Linked DNA regions of Danio rerio: all the other regions are linked to region 1. A link is a contact called in public Hi-C and Micro-C data. All regions are on one chromosome and are shown on one strand. The core of a region is the stretch at or near the end of the contact, and the rest is flanking DNA. Distances in the headings are between cores, read along the strand shown. Region 1 holds the start of znf704 (zinc finger protein 704). Region 2 holds the start of hey1 (hes-related family bHLH transcription factor with YRPW motif 1). Region 3 holds the start of zbtb10 (zinc finger and BTB domain containing 10).

Region 1 (4,222 bases), core at 696-3,195:
ACATATCGCATTATCCATTCATTTATTCATTGATTTATTAATTCATTCATCCATTCATTTATTCATTCATTTTTCTTCAGCTTTAGAATGAACCGCCAACTTATCTAGCACATGTTTTTACGCAATGGATGCCCTTCTAGCAGCAACCCTGGGAAACACCCATACACACTCATTCACACACATACACTACGGACAATTTAGCTAGCCCAACTCACCTTTAGCTCATGTCTTTGGACTGTGGGGGTAACTGGAGCACCTGAAGGAAACCCACGCCAACACCAGAATCAGAATCAGTTTTATTGCCAAGTTTGCTTCACACACACAAAGAATTTGTTTTGCAGCTTCCAGTGTACATAAAGTGACAACACAAAACAAATATGGAAAAAAAGAAATACGAAAAACATTAAACAGAGATGCAGTCAGTTAAAAAAAAATAAAATCTGGATGTTGAGTTATATATACAGATTTGTTCTAACATGGGGAGAACATGCAAACTCCACACAGAAATGCAAACTGACCCAGCCGAGGCTTGAACCAGCGACCTTTTTGCTGTGAGGCGATCGTGCTACCTACTGCATCACTGTGACGCCCATATAAAAACAAAATATTGCAATGTCAGATTTTCCAAAATCGCACTGCCCTAACCCTAGGCCACAAAACCAGACTTAAGATAGAAAAACCAACAATACTTTGTCTGGGTCAAAATTACTTATTTTATGCAAAAAGTATATAATATAAAATATTATATTATATACTATTATATTAAAATAGCATATAGTATAAAATATATATTATTATGAGATTATGTCCCATGACAACATTTTGTAAATTTCCTCCTTTAACATATATTAAATTATTTGATATATTATTATTTTATATCTAATTTATGCTTTGCTAATAACTTAATTGGGACAACTTTAAAGGCAATTTTCTCAAAATTTAGATTTTTAGTTTGAAATCTTAAATTCCAGATTTTTAAATAAATGTAGTTGTACTTGGTCACAATTTTCCTATCCCCAAAAAAACATATATATTATTTACTCAGCTTTCAGGTGACGTATAAATCTCATAAATTTAATAGCAAGTTAAAAAGTACAGTTCATCCACCAATTCTGTCATCATTTACATTGAAATATAGAAATAAACATTACTATGCAGGTAGAACAATGACTAATAACATTTTTATGTGATATCCCTTTAAGAGGTCAACATTAACAAACACAACCACCTTCAATATAACAAATATAAAGCTTTAACTGTTTGTATTATGGTCAGCCAAGTTTCTCTATTTGCTATGTGGTTTTACTTAAACAGTTTATTAAATCAAAGACAGATCTCGTCACCCCAGAGGACCCACGGGAATCCCTGCCGCCTGTCAATCATTCTCGCCGGGTCACACACTCGGTTTTGACGGTATACTATCATAATCATCATCATCACTGTCATTAATGTTATGAGCACTGACCTACCTACATAATACCTACTCAAAGACTATCCTCTCCCCATCCTTACGTCATTGTATAAATCGCAGAGCCCGTTGCTTGTGTTTGGAGGGAAACTGCAGATGAAAGAGAGCGCGAGCGAGTGGAGGCGTGTGTGCCGTCAGCCAATCAGAACGCACACTGGCTGCGCGAGCGCACATGTTTACAGGCGACATTCCGCCGGTACGGCCAATGGCTCTTGAAAACACGAATGGATTATACGGAATGGAGCCGTTCTCTCGTGGAACAGGATTTACTGTGATCTGACTTTAAAACCAGCTATTAAATCAACACTATCGACACTGGAGATGCTATTTGATGCATTAGTATAAGTTAGTTCTCCAGTCGTCCATTTTCAGGTTGTTTGTTGTTACATAAATGCCCGTGCTGTGTATTGTGAAAAACACACAGTGTTTATCAATCCAAAACTGCTGATCCGCTCCGCGTTTTACCACAGTCCATCAGCTTTAAGGGAACGGCAAGCAAAACAAACAGGTCGACAGAAGAAAGATATCGGTTGCCGGTCGGTCGTACGGTCAGACGGACGAAGAGGTTATCAAGCGTAGCTCATTTGCATGTCGTAACCGTTCGCCGGTCTCGTGTTCCGAACATGCGCGCAAACGCCGGTGAATTATGTGGATGCGGTCCAGATATGTGGTAATGTTGTCGTATTTTTTGCATGTTCGGCCCATGATGACGGTCGGTATGTTCGGGTTTTGTCAGCGTGATATTTTTTGCTTTTAAAAGGCACGTTCTTGTGCAACGATCGAAGTCATTAGATTTACGCATTTGATTGATATATCAACTATGCATACGCGGCGGCTGGTGAAGCGCTCGGTCATTGGAAGCCGCGTGTGCGCGCCGGGTTTAACAGGGGACGCGGCTCCGCTCACGGGAGTCATCCAGGCTGTCAAACAAGACAACAGGGATGCTTCAACCGGCCATCGGCGCAACGTGTACACCGTGCTCATGCAAGACGGGAGCGTGAAAGAATATTCAGAGGAAGAGATTGCACAGATGACTGCGAAGGCGCCGCTGAAGTCGAGCCTGAAGGTGTGTGTGTGTGTGTGTGGTCAGCTGAGCTTGTTGTTGTTGTTGTTGTTGTTGTTGTGTGCACCTTGTCGCACACAGTATTGTTTACATTGCATTGAGATATTACTTGTTTGATAGTCCAAATCATTTTCATTTGAAAGTGAGAGAGCAGATATTGCAGTATAGCCTCATTATGCTGAGGCAAGAGCTCCGCACTAAAATGATTAAGGAGTCGTTGGCTCTCTAAATTAAACATTTAGCTGCCAAATTACTTTTTAGTTACCAAATTATAGAACCAGTGTCCATGCTCTCAATTTGTTGAACTCCGACAGTTTTGATCCGTTGTAATAAAATTGGATCAAATCTAAAAACTGGCAGTTCATTCCGCCGTGGCGACCCCTGATCAATAAAGGAACTAAGCCGAAAAGAAAATGAATGAATGACTCTAAAAACCGAATCAATGCCTCTTGCAAAGAACAGCTTATCTATATGAATTGCATGTATCTTATAGTTGACATGCACTGTAAAAAATACTGGGTTCCACGTAATTGATTTGTGTTGGGACAACTTAAAGGAACTAAGTTAGCTTATGAGTTTTTACAAATTTAAGTAGATTGAACATAAAACAATTAAGTTGTCCAAAAAAAACAAGAATTGTGTTGTTTCAACTCATTTTAAAAAAGAAGTTTGAACAAATAGCAGACTTATTTTTTGAGTGCAGTCACTATGTGGTAAAGGCTTTAAAAAATACTGATTTGGTGAGTTTAACTGGCTAAAACAATTTAAACGTTATGCTTTTTGTCATTTTCATGACCGATTAACTTGTAGTCAATCATTTAGGCTATTTTTAATCTATTGAACTCACTTATGTAGACTTATATCTTATTTTACATGTAGTAATAAAAATAAAATAAAAAACATTCGGCTCAATTCTAATGACTGAAGTCTACAAAAAGTGATCAGTTTGTTTCAATCGGACATAGCCTAATAGAAAGATGACTCGCAAGAACAGTGTTGTCTGTAAACGATTCGCTCACCGACGAGCCCTGCGCTTCTATTTCATGAATCTTTTAGACCTGTTCGTTAAAAAGAGCCTGTTCATAAGAGTCGTTTGTTCACAATTCGTACATCTCGTGCTGTGTTCATTTCATTCAGCCAAGTGAATACAACACAGCACATCAGAAAGGTTTAAATGCGGTGTGGAATACAGAGTAAACAGCAAATTAACTCTCATATTCAATCTGACCAAATGGACAAGTTTTGCAAATATACTATATTTATAATGATTGTCGTAAAATAATGGTTTGTTGAATTTAAGGCCGTCTGTAGCCATGTAGGGCCCGTCTAAGCCGCTGATTATCTGACTTTAGTGGGTGGATAACAGTGGAAAACAAACAGCTCTGCAGCATCACGCGCAGGAGAAGCTTGAGCGCGCGCTCGCGTACAGCAGCCTCCGTCTCTCTGCAAACCGGCTCTTCTCTGATCTCAGTGTTTTCGACATGCAGGGCTTTTACAGTTATCGTGTTTCAGTAAATATCGTTTAATGCTTTAGATCGAGCTCAGTTTATTCACTGAGCTCATTGTGATTACACAGTTGGCTGAGTGGGTTGCTGCTTGCACGTAATTGTGAAACACAAAGGTTTTTTTTTTTTGCAATATAATGACCTAATTGCAGTCATCAAGTTATACAGCCTGAGGTGCCATATCAA
Region 2 (4,222 bases), core at 931-3,430, 230 kb after region 1:
CAGCCAAAGAGCTTCCTCTCATTCATGTATGCAGAACCGATGACAATTAAGCATGATGTGCGCGGACTGATAAGGATCCAGCTGCGGCGTATCGGTCAACAGCACACACCAGAACTGGGCTCGATTGATTAAGAGATCTTCTCAATCATACAGTCTAAGGCAGCAGCGCTCAGTATGTTTGCTTCCCTGTATATTATATCGTAGCTTACAGATGATCACTTACAGTTCCTAAGGGATGTGAACTGAATTTTAAAGTATTTTATTGCATAGTCTATTACATTTAAATTGAATGGTTATGTATTATTCTGCTTTAATTTAAAAGTGGCATCTAGAACACACATCATTTGATGAATTTAGTTGATAGCTTGATGTTTAATCATTTAAGATATAATGACATTTAGAATTCATTCATTTTCTTTTTGGCTTAGTCCCTTTATTAATCTGAGGTCGTCACAGTGAAATGAACCGCCAATTTATCCAGCACATGTTTTACGCAGCGGATGCCCTTCCAGCTGCAACCCATCACTGGGAAACATCCATACACACTCACACTATGTGCAATTTTAGCATACCCCGTTCACCTATACCACATGCCTATACCAAACCCACGCGAACACGAGGAGAACATGCAAACGCCACACAGAAATGCCAACTGACCCAGCCGAGGGTCAAATCAGTGACCTTCTTGCTGTGAGGCGACAGCACTACCCACTGCGCCACTGCATCCCAATATTTAGAATGATCGACTATTTTGTTTCAGTGAGTGCAGATGAGAAAAAATTTATAAAGTTAATTTTTATACAAATATAGCTTTGTCATGAATAATCATACTTCAATCATATTTTTCACAAATATTGTTTAAAACATTTAAGCCAACACTTTGTTGGAGCCAATAGCCTAGTGGTTAAGTGTGTCAACATATAGCATTGTGGTGCTCATGGCAACCCGAGTTTGATTCTTGCCTCAAAGTCCTTTGCAGACCATCCACTTCTCTCTGCTTCCCCACATTTCTTTCGACACTCTCCACTGTTCAGTCCAATTAAGGTGACAACCCCTAAACAATAAGAATTATTTAAAAAGTCAACACCTCATTTGTATTTAATATACCATGAGGATAAAAATGATTTTGTTAATTAAATTGAATGCTATTGGATGTCTTATTTTTGAGCTATATACTTTTTAATCAATATTATACAACTGTATCACTTTTGATTAAGTTTTTAAAAGTTTTAGAATTTAAATGTTTTACATTTTAAACACTAATGTGATGTGTTTAACATTAGAATGTAACTTTTAATGGGTTGAAATGTCTAGTTCAATATGCATTTAATAAGTTTGTACTTATATAAACACAATATAACAAATGTATAACTGAACACCTGGAAAAAAATAGCAGATGAAATACAGCCTAAGCTATTAGCTTTTGAATTAAGTATTAGTTATATGTATATTAATTTTACAGTTTTTTCCCTATGCTTCAGTGCAAACTGTTGTAAGTAATGCATGCATGTGTACAATGATTAAAAAAGTTTAAAAATATATAATATTCCTGACGAGCTTATAATAAGCAAGTGGAAACTCCTTGATTCGTCGCCGTGTCCTTTGATGCATTTAAATTGACTGTTCACTTTAAATTGTAAAGCACCTTTTGGAACGCCGTCAAAGAAGGTGCATGTTTGAGCCTCGCGGAGTGCATTTAGAGTTGGTGGCTTCCTCGTACACACTGCACTCCTTCGGATGAGTTAGTATTAGATTACAGGTTCACACGCTCACTCGCAGACCGCCCGTCGCCCCAACCAATTGCCCCATTCATTCCAGCGCCGGAGACGGCCGTCGCCCCTCATTGGTTATCAGCGTTCAGCTAAGAAACTTTCCCACGGCCAGCGCGTGCTGACAGCCGGCCAGCCACTCCTTTCAGCCGGGCGAGACAACACGAGCACCGGCGGAACCCGCGGGCGGAGCTGCTCACTCACGGACGCGCACGCGATTGGTCGTTTGTTGAGCGTGTTCAGAAGGGAGGCGGGGCAAAAAGGAGGTGTAAACAGCCTACGTGTCACTCACACGCAGATGTGCTCGCTGATTGGCTATCAGCACGCTCAGACACGCCTCTCTTGGCGAGCTGTGGAGTTGAAATGATACCGTGGGAAAGCTAGTCGGTTCATACGGATGAACGTTTGTCTCACCTGACGCACGCTGAGGATACGCGCTGCTAAACTGTCGAAAAATGAAGAGAAATCACGATTTCAGCTCGTCGGACAGTGAGCTCGATGAGAATATCGAAGTGGAGAAGGAGAGTGCGGATGAAAATGCGTAAGTCAGATGTCAATTATTTATTTTGAGTCATCTACTTGCTTATTTCTGAAAAAAAAACTAAAGTTTAAAGATAAACAACGGACGATAATTAATTTGTGTCCTGCCCAAAATTCAGGTTAATAACTGTAATTCGTGTCTGCCGGCAGAAGCAGATATATTGACTAGAAATCGTTTGGTTTATGCTGGTTAAAATTAAATGTTTTTCAGATATTGTTTATCCTGGAACATTATTGCTTTCTGAAAATAAAAACTTAATCCCAACCTCTAAACCTAAATCAATCTTTTATTTTTTTTCCACAAAAACCAGCTGAAAATAATGAGTTAAAAAGCATAACCATGATTACAATCCTAAACCCATAACAGAAAGTGTAAACTTGCTCTAAATTTGTTGATTTGTATGTTGTTCCAGGATCAACAACGTTGTTGTTTACAATTTGCACTTCATAAACCCGTTCTGCGTTTGTATTAATCGTATTGCTGTTTTGTTTTTAAAGCGGTGCGAATTCTCCACTCGGGTCAATGTCTCCATCCACAACCTCTCAAGTACAAGCAAGAAAACGTCGCAGAGGGGTAAGACATTTTTTTCTTTGCGAAGCCTTACATTTGTAACGTCGATTAAACGACTTTAATGTCCTCAAGTGAGCGTTAATAATGATTTCGCGATCTATCTGGACAGATCATCGAGAAGCGCCGGAGGGACCGGATAAATAACAGTTTATCTGAGCTGCGCAGGCTGGTGCCCAGCGCCTTTGAGAAACAGGTGAGTGACTGTCAGTGCACCTGACTCACATCGCAAAACAAATCAGTGAGCACGAGTAATTTGGTTTAATCCTGTAGCCTATTATCATTTCTATTGAAAAAAGACAGTGAAGCAAAAGTTACAATTTCTTAAGAGAGTTTACAAGTAGACAAATTAATAAATACTTATTTATTTGACCAGTCCACCACTTATTATTTGACATTTTGAATTAGAAAATTGTTCATTATAAATGTTTAACAAAATATATGAAACCAAAATGAGGATATGTGTTGTAGTCACTGAGAGTACATTTATAGTCTTTTAACCACTTAACACATTTATTCTTGTCCTCAGGGCTCAGCTAAACTAGAAAAAGCAGAAATTCTGCAGATGACCGTAGATCATTTAAAGATGCTTCATGCTGCAGGAGGAAAAGGTAAGGTTTTACCACTATATATATATATATATATATATATATATATATATATATATATACTTCATAATGTGTTTTAATATTTGATTGTATTTATATTACAAATAAAATCAGAATATGCTTTTTAGATGTTTAAAAACATTCAATACTAAACTCTTTAATGCATAAGAATATTTTCTAATCATCCATGAATGCTGAAAGTTATTATAAAGTCTTACCAATTCGACAAACTTCACCATTCATTGTAGTATTTACCTTTGCATTACTAGATCATCCAAAGTTTGGGAATCTGCTCAAGGAAATTCCCACAGTGAAAATAATTACTAGCTCCTGCACGACTCAAACAGGACAAACTAGATGTGTAAAGTGCTTTATAATCTCTGCTGTTTATCTAGTGACATTTCTGTTTCGCCCTCAGCCACTCCCACTGTGATCTACCAACTGCAGTTTGTGTTTCCTGTAATGATAATCAGATCAGATCACTCAACGCTGTCTTTCTCTGTCGCACAGGTTACTTTGATGCTCACGCTCTGGCCATGGATTACCGAGGACTGGGTTTCCGCGAATGTCTAGCAGAGACTGCACGTTACCTCAGTATCATCGAGGGCCTGGACAACACCGATCCCCTCCGCATCCGTCTGGTTTCACATCTCAATAGCTACGCCTCTCAGAGAGAAGCTCACTCGGGTTTGGGCCACTTGGCATGGGGTTCTGCATTTGGAACGCCTCCCAGTCAC
Region 3 (4,222 bases), core at 727-3,226, 150 kb after region 1:
TTCTTGCTGTGAGGCAATTGTGCTACCCACTGCGCCACCATTGCTGCTGTATTTTTACCATTATTCAGTAAAAATTGAACAGAGCTTTTAAGTAATGGAAACATAATTTTATTATTTTTCAACCTTTATTAAGTATTGAATCCTTTTTAGTTTTCTACATCAAACAATAAACACAAAAATAGTCAAATGCATTTATTAAGTTGAAAATTCTCTTTTTTTAAGTATTACAGAATTTATACCACAATGTTAAAACATCATTTTAACTTTATTTTTTTTAATACTCTGGCAAAGGCTACAACTTTAACCCCTTTAACAGAAGCTATAAATGACAGAGATAATGATAAAGGGTTACCGGTATTGCTCTTTTTAATGTACACTAAAAATATTTTGTATTCCTTATGAAAAAAAGAAAATTGGACACTCTGGCAATTAGTAATCCAAGCCATTTTTTCCAGATCTTCAGCGAATAACACACAATTACCATCCTAATTTCGACATGATAATGGTAATGATTAGCAGGGCTAACAAAAATGAAGTCCTGCTCCTCCATGAGGGTGAGCTCGGAGTTTTTAATTCACCTACAGTCAAACCGGACACGCCCAGAGGAAGCTGCATGCGCTTATAAATCGTCAATCGTGTTATCATGTTTGTAGTGTAGGAAATGACGCCACCCACTGGGTGACAGGCTTTAATAATCCTACAGAAAGTAGCCTATATTCTAATCTAAACAATCAAGGAAATATTCGTCGTTTTTTTTTTTTTTATCTCAAATGGCCCTTCAAATACACCATATGTGATCTTAAATTTGATGTTGTAAAACTGTAAATAGACATGTCTCAGTTTATTTTTTTAAGTTTTAAAATGAAATATGGCGGTTCGTTCCGCTGTGGCGACCCCTGGTAAATCAGGGATTAAGCCTAAAGATGAGAGTGATTATGGTACGAGTTGGAGATAAAATGAATAGATGAATAAAAAAATCATGACAACAACATAAAACTATTTTGACAGTGACAGTGCCTTTTCTTGCATTTTATATAGCTTCGCTGCGATAATGTATTTTAACTATCTGTATTTGTAATACAATGCAGTATTAAAGTTTCCAGATATTTCAAATTGTGTGATGAAATATGTATTAAAAATCAACCAGTGTCAAAACTTGTATATTTAACCATCCACCTCCATTACCACCTGGAAAATACACCTATGCATGCATTCATCGCGAGAAGCTTTTTACTCCAGCGAGTCAGCAGCGACCCACCTGTCCTGATCATCGGGACTCGCGCGACAAACATGGAGCGCCGGCTGTAATGTCACGCGCCGGGGAGGGCGTGAAAGGGATACAAAGACTTATTGGTTCGAGACGTGTAGCCCTTTAGATGAAAAAGCATGCGGAAAATGGGTGCAGTCATCGACACAAAAGACCCCTGGCTGTTCGGCGTCACCCCCATCTTCCTTTAACACGAGCCCCCCCTCCTCCCTCTGACCGAGATGCATTGTGGGGGAAGTCGTTGCCATTCGACCTCTGCGGGGCCTGCGCGGACGCAGACAGAACCCTGAAATTCATTATGCCTTTAAAACCCCTATTTATTTCCGCATAACCTACATACTCTCACCAGGAGGCCGGAGCGCGGAAAAACGGCTCATTTCATGCGGAATACTTTATTTACGAGAGCCGCGATCGGATTTTTGTTTTGTTGAGGAAGTGAAGATTGTAATTTATTTCTAGAAAAATGTCCGGAGAGCGAAACCGCAGGTCGCTGGCTTTCCGAGGAGGTGGATTAGCCGTCACCGGTCCCAGCGCCGTCGGAGGAGGCAGCAACGGCAACAGCTGTGAGGCCCCGGCCTGTCAAGACCGACATTTGAACGGGAACAGACCGGATCAGGAGGACGATCGGGATTTGGGGGCGAAAGGACCATCGCTGGGGAAAGTCGAGGGCGGGGGGTCTGTCAGCGACAGCACGGAGCCGGAGGCAGAGGAGGACGAGGACCCGGAAGGGGGCACTTGGACAGCGGGGAAACATAATGACAGGGGCGTTTTAAACAGCGTAATGCTGAAAACCGAGGGCTGTAAGAAGGCGACTGGCAACGGTGTGAACCGGGAGGACGGGAGCACGGGAGAGGCGGAAGAAACGGCCGCGAGAAAGCCGCTGCTGGAGATGAGACCTCAGACGCTGCTGCAGAAACACTCGCTCTTCCAAGCCTGCTGGCTGGAGGAGTTTCCCTGGCTCAGATTCAGCCACGAAACAGGACTCATGTCTTGCTCCTGGTGCCATAACATCGCCACCAACAACAGCGACGAGTTGGTAAAAGGCAGTCGGAATTACAAGCGGGCCTTGCTGCTGAGACATCACCTGTCCTCGGAGCACGGCAGGAATGACCCGACCAAACAGGTACGTTCGCAGTCTGGTATAACGGGGACACTCGCACCGCCGACGAAGACGAGTTTAAAAGGGTTGTTCCGTGTTTCGTTAACAAACGTCGACGTTTTTATTCCTATTTTAGAGTGGGAATGTTGTTTTCGAAGAGGTTTAGCGAGCTAACAAGTATGTTAGCTATACTCAAGTCGGAGGTAGCAGGTTAGCATGTGTGAGCTAACTGGATCAGCGCTGTCAATTCGTGAGGGGAGCTTAAAACCCTCGACTGCCTCGTTTAAAGTATAAATATTTATCTTAGATGTCATATGCTCATTTAAAGCCTTACAGAAACCATATTGTTTCCTTTTTTACAAGAATTCGTTGTGTGATTGTGTAGGATTTAATACGAGATATCAATTATTAAACAGACCGCAAGTGAGATTGTGACTCAAAATGTTCTCTCTGTTTCCTGCGTTGCACTGTAATTATCAACCCTGGTTACCAGGGTAACTAACCTGATTGCCACAGAGGTCACACAATGGCAAGGGCTTGACCCTGCTACCTTTGGGGAGCCGCACCCCTTCCCAACCCCCTCGCTGTAAAAAGTGACCTCTGGCACATCTCACCCTCCCCTTTTAGGGCATCTAAATTAGAGGCATTGTGTTAGGTGACTCCCCAAGATCCATAGATAGTGTGTGTCATTTGCTACATTGGACTGGAGTGAATTATGTCGCCTGTAAGGACAGCAATGCCTGATACGTGCAGACCACTGCAATGAGCAGAATGAGATTAGACTCGAAGTCATATCACACCAGAACAATGTTCTATTGGTCATTTGCTCGTATAATGCACTGCAAAAGTGAAATTTGATTCATATTTCTTCTGTCTTCTATACCCGGAGGAGATGTCGTTTAAGATAAATTGTTATTGATCAATATTTGTAATGCTTCAGATTCCATGTGCTCTATCAAGCCACAGAATGACTGATTCAAATACTTAATTCCACCCAGAAGATGCCGTGTTATTGGTTTGCCTGTGAAATCCCTTAAGGATTGCGTGGTATGATAACGTCCAGTCTGTCTAATCAGGGTGACACAAAGTGTTCCACTAACTCAATTTATACCCCTCACTAATTAGGAAGGAAAGGAGGAGGAGATTACCACTGACTCCCTAGCAACACGGGGTTAAGACGCTCCAGCAGATCTGAACCCTGTAACACTTTCCTGTTCGCTCACTTTGAAGTGACCTCTGTCAGTCAACCTTTTCACAGTACTGTTTCTGTTGTATTGAGTTGAATGTGTTATAAATGTGCAAAAATACACACATCGCACAGAAAACTTGGCATATTGTCTGACATCGATTGTGCGTATTAAAGCTCTGTAGATCTATCTATCTATCTATCTATCTATCTATCTATCTATCTATCTATCTATCTATCTATCTATCTATCTATCTATCTATCCCAAGTACTATAGACAAATTAAAAATGTTTGTCTGTTTCTCCTATACTATACTAATTCCATCCATCCATCCATCCATTAATTAGTAAATATCCCAAATACTATAGACAAATTCTATCTATCTATCTATCTATCTATCTATCTATCTATCTATCTATCTATCTATCTATCTATCTATCTATCTATCTATCATTACTAAATATCCCAAATACTATAGACAAATTATAAATGTTTGTCTGTTTCTCCTATACTATGCTAATTCCATCCATCCATCCATCCATCCATCCATCCATCCATCCATCCATCCATCCATCCATTAGTAAATATCCCAAATACTATAGACAAATACTAAAGATGTCTATCTATCTATCTATCTATCTATCTATCTATCTATCTATCTATCTATCT

Evidence for each region. Hi-C and Micro-C count contacts between places; a contact is called where the count stands out from the background.
Region 2: a contact with region 1 is called in a Hi-C map of hematopoietic stem cells, with 1.8 times the contacts expected there. The contact joins the promoter of hey1 here to the promoter of znf704 in region 1. A contact is called at or near these places in 1 of 18 Hi-C or Micro-C datasets (hematopoietic stem cells) and 1 of 4 datasets of contacts at active chromatin or transcription factors (embryo).
Region 3: a Micro-C map of caudal fin shows a contact between it and region 1, with 4 times the contacts expected there. The contact joins the promoter of zbtb10 here to the promoter of znf704 in region 1. A contact is called at or near these places in 2 of 18 Hi-C or Micro-C datasets (caudal fin and hematopoietic stem cells) and 3 of 4 datasets of contacts at active chromatin or transcription factors (caudal fin, embryo and gastrula embryo).

The regions. Positions count from the first base shown.
Region 1 is chr19:34,492,489-34,496,710 of GRCz12tu, reverse strand. It overlaps znf704 (zinc finger protein 704), which reads left to right and starts at 1,945. Exons shown (of 9, transcript NM_001044918.2): 1 at 1,945-2,534. The coding sequence starts at 2,289. It also overlaps a transcript of hpca not described here.
Region 2 is chr19:34,259,358-34,263,579 of GRCz12tu, reverse strand. It overlaps hey1 (hes-related family bHLH transcription factor with YRPW motif 1), which reads left to right and starts at 2,180. Exons shown (of 5, transcript NM_212561.1): 1 at 2,180-2,310; 2 at 2,808-2,883; 3 at 2,990-3,073; 4 at 3,407-3,488; 5 at 3,996-4,222. The coding sequence starts at 2,225.
Region 3 is chr19:34,343,785-34,348,006 of GRCz12tu, reverse strand. zbtb10 (zinc finger and BTB domain containing 10) reads left to right here and starts at 1,976. Exons shown (of 4, transcript NM_001128539.1): 1 at 1,976-2,390. The coding sequence starts at 2,049.